Regions from separate parts of the Mus musculus genome. Here regions 1 and 3 are each linked to region 2. The links are chromatin contacts, called in public Hi-C maps. All regions are on one chromosome and are shown on one strand. The core of a region is the stretch at or near the end of the contact, and the rest is flanking DNA. Distances in the headings are between cores, read along the strand shown. Region 1 has its middle 69 kb from the start of Gm43699. Region 2 has its middle 41 kb from the start of Cc2d2a. Region 3 has its middle 59 kb from the start of C1qtnf7.

Region 1 (2,925 bases), core at 190-2,689, 200 kb after region 2:
GAATTCCTAACAGGGTTTTTTGGTCCAAACCTGCAGCTTGATCTTGTTAAAATAAATGTAGTAAAATGGAGTCAACATGGACACTCCCTGTGACCTTGCTCCAGAGACTCTCCAGCTTTGGCCTGTGTTTTCTCCGTGCAAAGTGAGCAAATGATTGGAATCCATACCTAGTGGCTTTCCTATTTCCCGGTGATTTGATGGTGGGTAAGCCTCTTATCCTCTCCTTACCTCAGGGTCCACATCTCTAAGAGGAGATCATGAAAGTCCCCAGGAACTGGCACGGGAATAAACACACTATCAAACACCAAGCCCCTCAGAAACATACTGAGGCCAGCTAAGTGCCCTGCAGTTAAATTTGCTGTCACGGCTACATTTTTCTTTGGTGAAAGAGAAATAACAACAGCGTTGACATAGGGCTGTGGTAAAGAGCGACTAGATATCCCAGAGGGATTAGTACAGAGATGGTGCAGGGAAGGGAGAGTAGAAAGGCTGGCCAGAGAGACTCCTCAATAGGGCAATTTGGCAACTCTGAATACGGGTGGCCAAATTTTATCTCTGCTAATTAGCAAGTGAGTAGATCTGGTTAACTTATGCAGTTTATTTATCTAGGAAGGGATATTTGGCGGAAAGGGGAAAGTTGGAAGGCAATGGGATGCGTGGAAATCACAGTGGCGGCAATCAGGCTTGCACACCTGGCTCTGCCATGTAGGTCTTTGTAGCTGGGTTTTTCCTCTCCTTGGGCTTCTGCTTCTTCCTCTTCTGTAAACGGGAGCTCCAAGTAAGATCCCAAGTGATGGTTTCTTTTTGTTTTGTTTTGTTTTTTGATTTTTGGTTTTTTTGTTTGTTTGTTTTGTTTTACATCACTCCCATCCCCTGGTAGTTATAGACAGTAAAATTATTGAAACAACTAATTTAGTGTGGTCTAGTTGAGATGATGCCAATCTCCACTCATGACATTTCTTGCCAAGCCTATACTCGTTTGTATGACAGATAGTTATTGATCTACGGGGCTTTCATTTGTTGGAGATACATCGACGAACCAACCATACAAATTCCAGCTCTCAAGGAAGAGGGTAGACAGACCAAAAAAGTAGGAAGGATATGAATAAATGAAGAGCTTCAGACTTACAGTGTGAGTGGTTTTAGGTAGCCCTGTGCACCTGGTCCCCACTGATTGCTGTTTGTCCTTGCCCCACGGAAGCTCCCAGCATATGGTGAAACGACCATGGAATCCAAACCCTGAGAACAGTGATTCCGATGCACCTGTGCATCGGCAGGGCACTTTCATTTGAAATGAGTTATTTCTGTCAGGTCCCAGAGCAGACCTGAGGTGATCTTGTTAACATTATTTCAATTCTGAGACTTACAAGGAAGCTGAAACACAGCTTCCTGTCAGACCAACACAGCAGGTCCTGGAGAGGAGTTATTTGCACATTGCTGCCCCCTGGTGGTATTATGAAATGTAGCCATGACTTGACAGTTGAGGACAAACTGTTACCTCAGAAGCCACAGAGCTCTTGGACACATCTGTCAGATCCTGAAGTCTGAACAGTGAAGCTTTAAAAAGCTGATAACATGACTAGGAGGATGATTTCAGACAAGTTGACCACGACAAGACTTTTCACTCTGGTAGGAAAGATCTCAGATGTCCCTCTTCAGGAGTGTATGGCCAAGCCAGGGGTGTGTAAAAGATTTCCCAGTTCTGAGATCCCAGGAGTGTTGCCTAGGGAGTCCGTGTGTGAACTTTAGGGAGTCTTTTAGCTTTAGTAATGAAAGATCAGTAGTCTCCAAATGTCTAGGAGGTGTTAGATTCAGATGTCCAGGGAGCTCTGGGCCAGCACCTCAGGTAAGTCTGTGTAGTGGGACCCTGGTATTTGCTTATTTATTCACAGATTTCCTATTTTGTATCAATCTAGGTGGCTGATAACCCAGGTAGGCTACTGCTTTTAGACACAGAAGATGGGACAAGGTGGGTTCCAGAGTCTCTCTTAAATGGGTGCTAATCTGAAGCTCTGAGGGTAAGAGCATTTGCTGTGTGTGTAAGCATGAAGACCCCAGTTCAAACCCCCAGCACCCCTGTAAGAATCTTGGCATGACTGGGCACAAACCTGAAACCCCAGTGATGTGAGGGGTTATCAGGCTGGTAATTTTGACACATTTCTTAACCATTTTTAAATGTCTATTTCCTCCTCTTAGGAAGGGAACACAGTAACATGGTAGAGTTCATCAACGCAAGGTTAACGATAGGTATGCAGAAGAGACTGATAGTGTTCAGTGCCTACTAGATGCTTCCTATATACAAGCTTGTCACTAGCTTTGACCTCATCAGTCATATAAACTTACAAAGCACCTCAGGATTCATGCTGATGTGAAATCCTCTTTGTGGTGGTCTTAGAACCAGGCTACTAGTACGTTTGGAGCAATCTTCAAAAATAATGAGAAATTCTACATACACACTATGACCATTTTATAGGGTTATTTCTGTCAGAAAGTGCTTTGAAAGTCACTACAAGGACAATTCTGTTTGGTGGGGGGGGGCGTAAAAACACAAATGACCCTATTTCTCATCTTTATTTCTGATCAAGGCTATAATTTTATTGTAGAGACTAATAATTCTTATGTTGTCTAGTAGAAAAACTGGCCTGTATCTTGCTATATCTGTGCTTGAATTATTTGTCCCTGTGATGGTTTGTATATGCTTGCTCCAGGGAGTGGCAGTATTAGGAAGTGTAGCCTTGTTGGATCAGGTGTGTCAGTGTGGGCTTTAATGTCCCTGTCCTAGATACCTGGAAGTCAGTATTCTGCTAGCACCCTTCAGATGAAGATGTAGAATTCTCAGCAACTCCTACATCATGCCTGCCTGGATGCTGCCATGGTCCTGCCTTGAACCTCTGAACCTGTAAGCCAGGCCCAATTAAATGTTGT
Region 2 (3,007 bases), core at 147-2,646:
CTATACACTTCCCCCACCCTGCTCCCCAACCCACCTACTCCAGCTTCCTGGCCCTGGTATTCCCCTGCACTGGGACCTGGCAAATACAGAAGAGGATGCTCACAGTCATCTATTAGATGGAACACAGGGCCCCTAATGAAGGACCTAGAGGAGAAAGTACCCAAGGAGCTAAAGGGGTCTGCAACCCTATGGGAGGAACAACAATATGAACTAACCAGTACCCCACCCCCAGAGCTCTGTCTTTAGTTGCATATGTAGCAGAGGATGGCCTAGTAAGCCATCAATGGGAGGAGAGGCCCTTGGTTTTGTGAAGATCAGCTGCAGGGAGTTTTAAAAGTGCCAAACTATTAAGCTAGTCGTGAAGTGTGCACGGCCTGCTGGGAGCCAAATTGGTGGTTTAACTAATTTGTTGCTACACCTGTCAGCATTCCAACAGTGTGGAGAACTGGTTCTCAACTGGGGACAGTTTCTTATCACCCATGGACATTTGACACTGCTGATAGTTATGAGCCAGAAGATGTTCCTCTGTCTCTATGGGTAGATGCTAGGGGGTGTTGCAGGGCATCCTAAAATGTGCAGGTATCCCCTCCCAACATGGATGATCTGTTCCAAAGCCATCAGTGCCAAGGGTGAGAAACTATGATGCAGGAAAAGAAACATGTGAACGTGTCTCTTGGGAACCACAGTATGGAAGTGGCAGTGGAAATTTTCCTACATTTTTTTTTCCTTTCCTGTGACACTTCACTTGTATAACACATTTGATGTGTTTTGGAGCTGATCTGCAAATGCCACTGGGGTGCAAATACGGTCCAGGGAGAGAGTGTTCCTATTTGCCCTCGCCTTAGCTCAGGGTTAAATCTGAGAAGGACATACAAGTGCATGCAGCCCCTATAGATGGGGCTGTTTTGCAGAGAATTCAGAGTGCTTGTGCTTTTACAGCCATAATGATATAGTGATGGAGACTCTCTTTTAGATTCTGCTTGGCACGGGGCCTTCGGAGCCAGTCTTTGTTCTCTGCACAGAAAAAGGCAGATGGTAGATTGCTGCCTGTCATTGTTTTCAGAGCACTGTGGTCTGGCCACACTGAGTATTTTGGGCACAAATGAGCCAGTCCTGAGGCGACAAACATGTCTCCCAGTCAAACAGAGGATCCTGAAGTTTTACTATGGTTAAAAAAAAAGTGTGAGTGGTTCCCTTATAGATATTTGTAGCATGTCCTGGAAAATGCAGGAAAGCAGAGGCCCTGGGAGGTAGAGCAATGGGTGTGTCAGCACCTGAGCATGCAAGCCTATAGGCAGCAGTTAGAACAGCATTCACTAAGGCATGGCAGTGGGCACATTACTTGGGTTTCCTGTCTCTGATGGATGTGGACGGTCATCTAATTCATGTGGGCCAAAAAGCAATGTTTTGGGGACTCAGAATCCCTGAATGCTCCCTCCACTGCTCGCTGCTGCTGAGTGCTTAAAAGAGGACTTCCAGAAGGAAGATTGGCAAAACCCTCTGTCTCCACAAGGCTACAGCAAAATATGTCCATGCAAATTCCTGGTAAATAGAGCTGAGTTGCTTTGGGGACCTGAGGGCTGCTGACTGCATCTCTTAGGTAGCCTCGAGCAACAGTGGAAAGGCTGTGTGCTGCTCTTCTTGGTTCACTGTGCCCCCCCACCCCCTTGCAGGGCATTTTAGAAGCGTTGGAGTTGGAAGTGATTTAAGAGGGGAGCCTTATGCCCTCTCCCACTCTCCTGAGGTCTCTGCCCATTTTCTGCTCCTCTTAGTTCTACAGTTGTGAGGAAGCTCATTTCTGGGCACCATGTCACTCAGAATGCTTTGTGTCCTAGAGTGGTTTGGTTTGACGAATGGGGCACCGTCGAGATAGAGCAGAAGAATAGCTGGAACGTATCTTGCTTCTTGCTTCTATGTAGTTGTGGCAATCCCTCTGGTGGCACCGCCCCTTTTCTACATATTCAGTTTTACAAATGCTCAGTCTTCTGAGGTGTCTGACATTGCCTTAGGTTCAGATACCTCAAGGTCGTTACCTGATACATTTTACCCTACCCACACCACTGAATGAAATTCCTTCTTCATTCAAGTCTCTGTAGAGAAATATTTTAGATTGTGCTCCACTACGTCATGCCTGGTCCCCAAGTAGCATGTGATCAGAAGCCAGAGACCTTAGTATGTGGTCCCAAGAGATGCTGACCTCATGCACTCTCAAGCTCCAGGCCCCCAACATGTCCATACCAGCTTTCCTCTTTTAATGTGGGAACTGGGTGTGGTACTCTATAGAAGTTAGAACACATTATGTCACTACATGGCTCTTTTATTTTTTTAAAATAAAAGAAGTACATATTACAAATACTCTTCATGAGGCCATTAACAAAGGGTGCACTTAGTAAATGGTTGCTATTAGTATCTTAGGTAGTTGTTCTCTCTCTCTCTCTTTCTCTCTCTCTGTCTCTCTCTCTCTCTCTCTCAGAAATCTTGCAAGAATGGTAGTTCATGAGCTAGGGTGGCTTTTCAGTGCCAGTGTTATGTTCTCTAAGGAACAAACTGAGTTTACTTGGCCATGTGATTCCATAAAGAGATCAATCTCAAAGGATGCCTCACTAATGCTCTTTAAAAATCAGTATTAAAGAGAATTGTTGAATATCCTAGGTAACTGAGGTTAAAAAAAATCAGAGCTTTCAGGGAGAAGAAGGAAGCTTGTTGAGAGTAACACTATTTCATTTAAAGTATCAGTGGAGGCCAAGACTATGACAGACTGTAGGGCTGAGCCATCACAGATGCCAGGTCACAGGGTATGAAGTACCCAGTCAATGCTGGCCAAATGTTATAGAAAGTCAGTTTATTTCAGAGAAAAGAAACTCTAGTGATACACATATTGTGCATCATTCAGAAATAAAGGGAGTTTTGACTGTGTATGGAGACAGTTGATTGCCAATAACCAATAATTCATTGTTTAGACTTGACGCATTTATCTTCTATTGAGAAATGATCTTGTTCTAAACCT
Region 3 (3,010 bases), core at 319-2,818, 170 kb after region 2:
TCATGTGCAGGTCATACAACATTAGCAGAAGCAAAGTCATAAACCCTGTCTCATGTTCAATTATTCTTTCATTTGTGATGAAACGAATGAGTACATTACATCGGACAAACAGTCTTCAGTGTGGCTTAGAGCCTTATTTCCAAGCTCCTCCCGTATTTTGTATTGTAAGAGTTAGCAGCAACTCAAAAGACAAAAACAGTTAATGCATGTATGATGTTTCATTAATGTATATCATATGTATACTGGAGTGTTGGTGTATGTGTGTGTGTGTGTGTGTGTGTGTGTGTGTGTGTGTGTGTGTGTGTGTGTGTGTGTGTGACAGAGACAGAGAGACAGAGACAGAGAGAAACAGAGAGAATTAGAAGAAATAAAGGATAGCCTTTATTTAAGTAGAGGTAAGAACATGTACAAATGCCATTGGTTAAGCACCGGGTACATCTAGGAGCACTGTACCCAGGACAGTGTGCACATGATGTAAGATTCACAGAGCAATTGCAGAGTGGGCATTGTTCTCACTTGAAAACAAAGGGGCGCTTGGAAATGAGTTTTCCCATCAGGCCTTGTTTCAAGCCTTACCTACTTAACACTGCAGGTTAAGAGCTCATTCTTCTCCTGGATGGATGGGTGGATGTGGAGAAAGCGTAGACCATTGTTTAGGTTTACTGGAAATCTCAGCAGGAACTTCACGTGCTAGAAAGTGCAGTGAGGTGACACAGACCCTGTATGCCAACACACCTTGGACAAAGAGTGAGTCCTAGATGGAAGGACAGTGAAGCCAAGCGCCCACTTATGGATGCTGTCCTTATTTCCATAATTGTTGAGGAAAGTTAGGGTCACATCAAAAATTATACATAACCAAGTTTTCAGAGATAAAGATGCCCAAATGACCACTGCTAACATTGCCAGGGCTCACCTTGATTGCTGAAGGCTCGAAAATTAGCTGAGCCAGTAGGCTACCCGTGTTTTTAAAGTCTGGCTCTCGAATGAGCTGATCCTTGTCATCGCACAAGTTTCCTTGTAACTTGTCTTCAAATAGATTCATTTAATCCAGGATGCAGACTTTGTTCTCTCCTTTCCAAGCTTTCTTTGCTTCCTTCTCCCAAGGTCTAGCAGTAGGTACCACTATCAAAAAAAGGAAAACAAAACAAAAACAAAAACAAAAACAAAAACAAAAAAAAAACAACCAAAATCAGCGAGAATGAATCAAGCTGTACCAGGTTTGAGCTGAGTCCTGTCCAAATCAATATCCTCATGCCCCAAAACTATCCATTCTCTCAGCAGCGCACATTTCAAAATCCTTTCTTTCAAACATTCGACTTTTAATGATCCCTGCTTACAAACCACTGTCTTACTGACATGCTTGTTAATAGTGTTAATGGGAATATTTGTGCAATCCTGTCATTAGGTTCTCATATATACAAGTGTCCAGGCTTATTTTTATATATATCTTCAGGGTCATGAAACGTAAAATCAAATCATATTGTAACTTTTTGGAGTCTCTTGTGCCCCCAGTGAGAATACACACAGTCCCAGCTGTCTGGCCAAATGCAGTTTTGTCTCCCACACTCTGCCAGCTGCTTCTTATCTTCTGTCAAGACTGCTGAGCTAGGGATGTAGGGAAAAGAGTTTTATCTAGGACTGGGAAGAAGGTTTTCTCTCTATTGCTAATTAAAGTCTATTGGGAGTGAATTCAGCTTTGGGAGGGGTTGTTGAGAAAAAGCTACTTTTCCAGCTGTTGCTGTGAGCCAGGCCAGACGATGACATCAGACGGTGTTCTGCTTTATGTCTTGACTGTCTTCTGTGTGCCTACTTCTGCTCCTCGTCTCCTTCTCCAGAATAAACTGGAATGACAGGCAAAGAATGGCCCTGGAGATCTTGTAGGAAACTCAAAATCCTTACTTCTTCCCAAAGATATTATATACCTTTTTATTGTTTCACAGTCCTTCCTCTGGGGTTCAAGTCTTTTCCTAATGAATGAATGAATGCTCCTTACCTGACCAATCTTGCCCCTAACCCAGCCTAGTTGCCATGACTTTTCATATAGGTTGTAAGAATAAAACGATTGATCTCCCAGTCATCCTTAGAACTAGAATAAAATAATTTGACACATTACCAGCAATGCAAGGATAAGTTGAGATCTGCAGAATTTACTGTGTATTCTTCTTTTCTTCTGTTTTAAGTGTCATTTTGATGTCTACACCTAAAGCCATTACCTCTTGACATGACAGACATAGGAAAAGACTAAGAGAGTTTCAAAAGATCTACATAGGGTACCACATTAGAGTTAACTTGTTGTGCCCATCAGTTTGTTTGTTTGTTTACTGGTTAATATATTTTCACAATTTGTTAACACACACATACACACACACAGAGGCACATGTGTGTGTGCACATGCCTATACACACATTCACCATAGCAAAACACTCTTCTGATCAGTAGAAATTTATCAGTAAACAACCTAGATCAAGATTCCTGTTATTAATCTTACAATTTACCAGACAAAGGCAGACCTTAGTCAGTAGATATTATAAAATATTGTAATTTTGCAGAAAGAGACTGTGATAGTTTAAATGAAAACAGCCCCCATATCTTTGAATACTTTGTTCCCAATTTGGCGGAAATGTGGCCTTGTTAGAGGGAGTGTGTTACCAGAAGTGGGCTTTGAGGTTTCAAAACCCACATCAGAGTAGTCAACCACTATCTGATTGGATTTAAGACTTACTCCATGAGATGGACCTCACACCTACACTGCTTGGGTGGCCAAGAACCTGACACTAGATAGGACCTTACTGAAAACAAAACACTGCTGTTTTGCTGAAGGAACATAGCAATAAAATGACTCCTAATGGCATTCTGCTCTACTCATAGATATGAGTGTCTTGCTCAGCCATCATCAGAGAAGTAGGTCAGCGTGCAGAGACCCACAACTGGACAATGTGCAGAGGGTGAGAGACTTTGGAATTCAGAGTCTTAAATGGGATGTTTCCATCAAATTCCTTCCCTCCAGGTT

Evidence for each region. A called contact is a pair of places that touch in the nucleus more often than the background predicts.
Region 1: a contact with region 2 is called in a Hi-C map of the N1E-115 cell line, with 8 times the contacts expected there. The contact joins two enhancer-like sites. A contact is called at or near these places in 2 of 15 datasets of contacts at CTCF or cohesin (hippocampal excitatory neurons and pro-B cells), 105 of 484 Hi-C or Micro-C datasets (the 63-12 cell line, the AML12 cell line, the AtT-20 cell line and 63 more) and 6 of 115 datasets of contacts at active chromatin or transcription factors (astrocytes, a beta-TC-6 cell line, bone marrow-derived dendritic cells and 2 more).
Region 3: a Hi-C map of the N1E-115 cell line shows a contact between it and region 2, with 3 times the contacts expected there. The contact joins two enhancer-like sites. A contact is called at or near these places in 2 of 39 promoter capture datasets (the C10 cell line and cranial neural crest), 9 of 484 Hi-C or Micro-C datasets (the CH12 cell line, LSK cells, the N1E-115 cell line and 5 more) and 2 of 115 datasets of contacts at active chromatin or transcription factors (VIP interneurons and fibro-adipogenic progenitors).

The regions. Positions count from the first base shown.
Region 1 is chr5:43,421,760-43,424,684 of GRCm38.p6, reverse strand. No RefSeq gene overlaps it. Among named protein-coding and RNA genes, the nearest start is that of Gm43699, 69 kb to the right of the region's middle. Within about 2 kb of position 1,439, at least 14 of the 459 cell types and tissues checked have an H3K27ac peak or open chromatin away from gene starts, as enhancers often do. A contact at or near this core is called in the N1E-115 cell line, where this site is marked.
Region 2 is chr5:43,620,055-43,623,061 of GRCm38.p6, reverse strand. No RefSeq gene overlaps it. Among named protein-coding and RNA genes, the nearest start is that of Cc2d2a, 41 kb to the left of the region's middle. Within about 2 kb of position 1,396, at least 16 of the 459 cell types and tissues checked have an H3K27ac peak or open chromatin away from gene starts, as enhancers often do. A contact at or near this core is called in the N1E-115 cell line, where this site is marked.
Region 3 is chr5:43,454,884-43,457,893 of GRCm38.p6, reverse strand. No RefSeq gene overlaps it. Among named protein-coding and RNA genes, the nearest start is that of C1qtnf7, 59 kb to the left of the region's middle. Within about 2 kb of position 1,568, at least 20 of the 459 cell types and tissues checked have an H3K27ac peak or open chromatin away from gene starts, as enhancers often do. A contact at or near this core is called in the N1E-115 cell line, where this site is marked.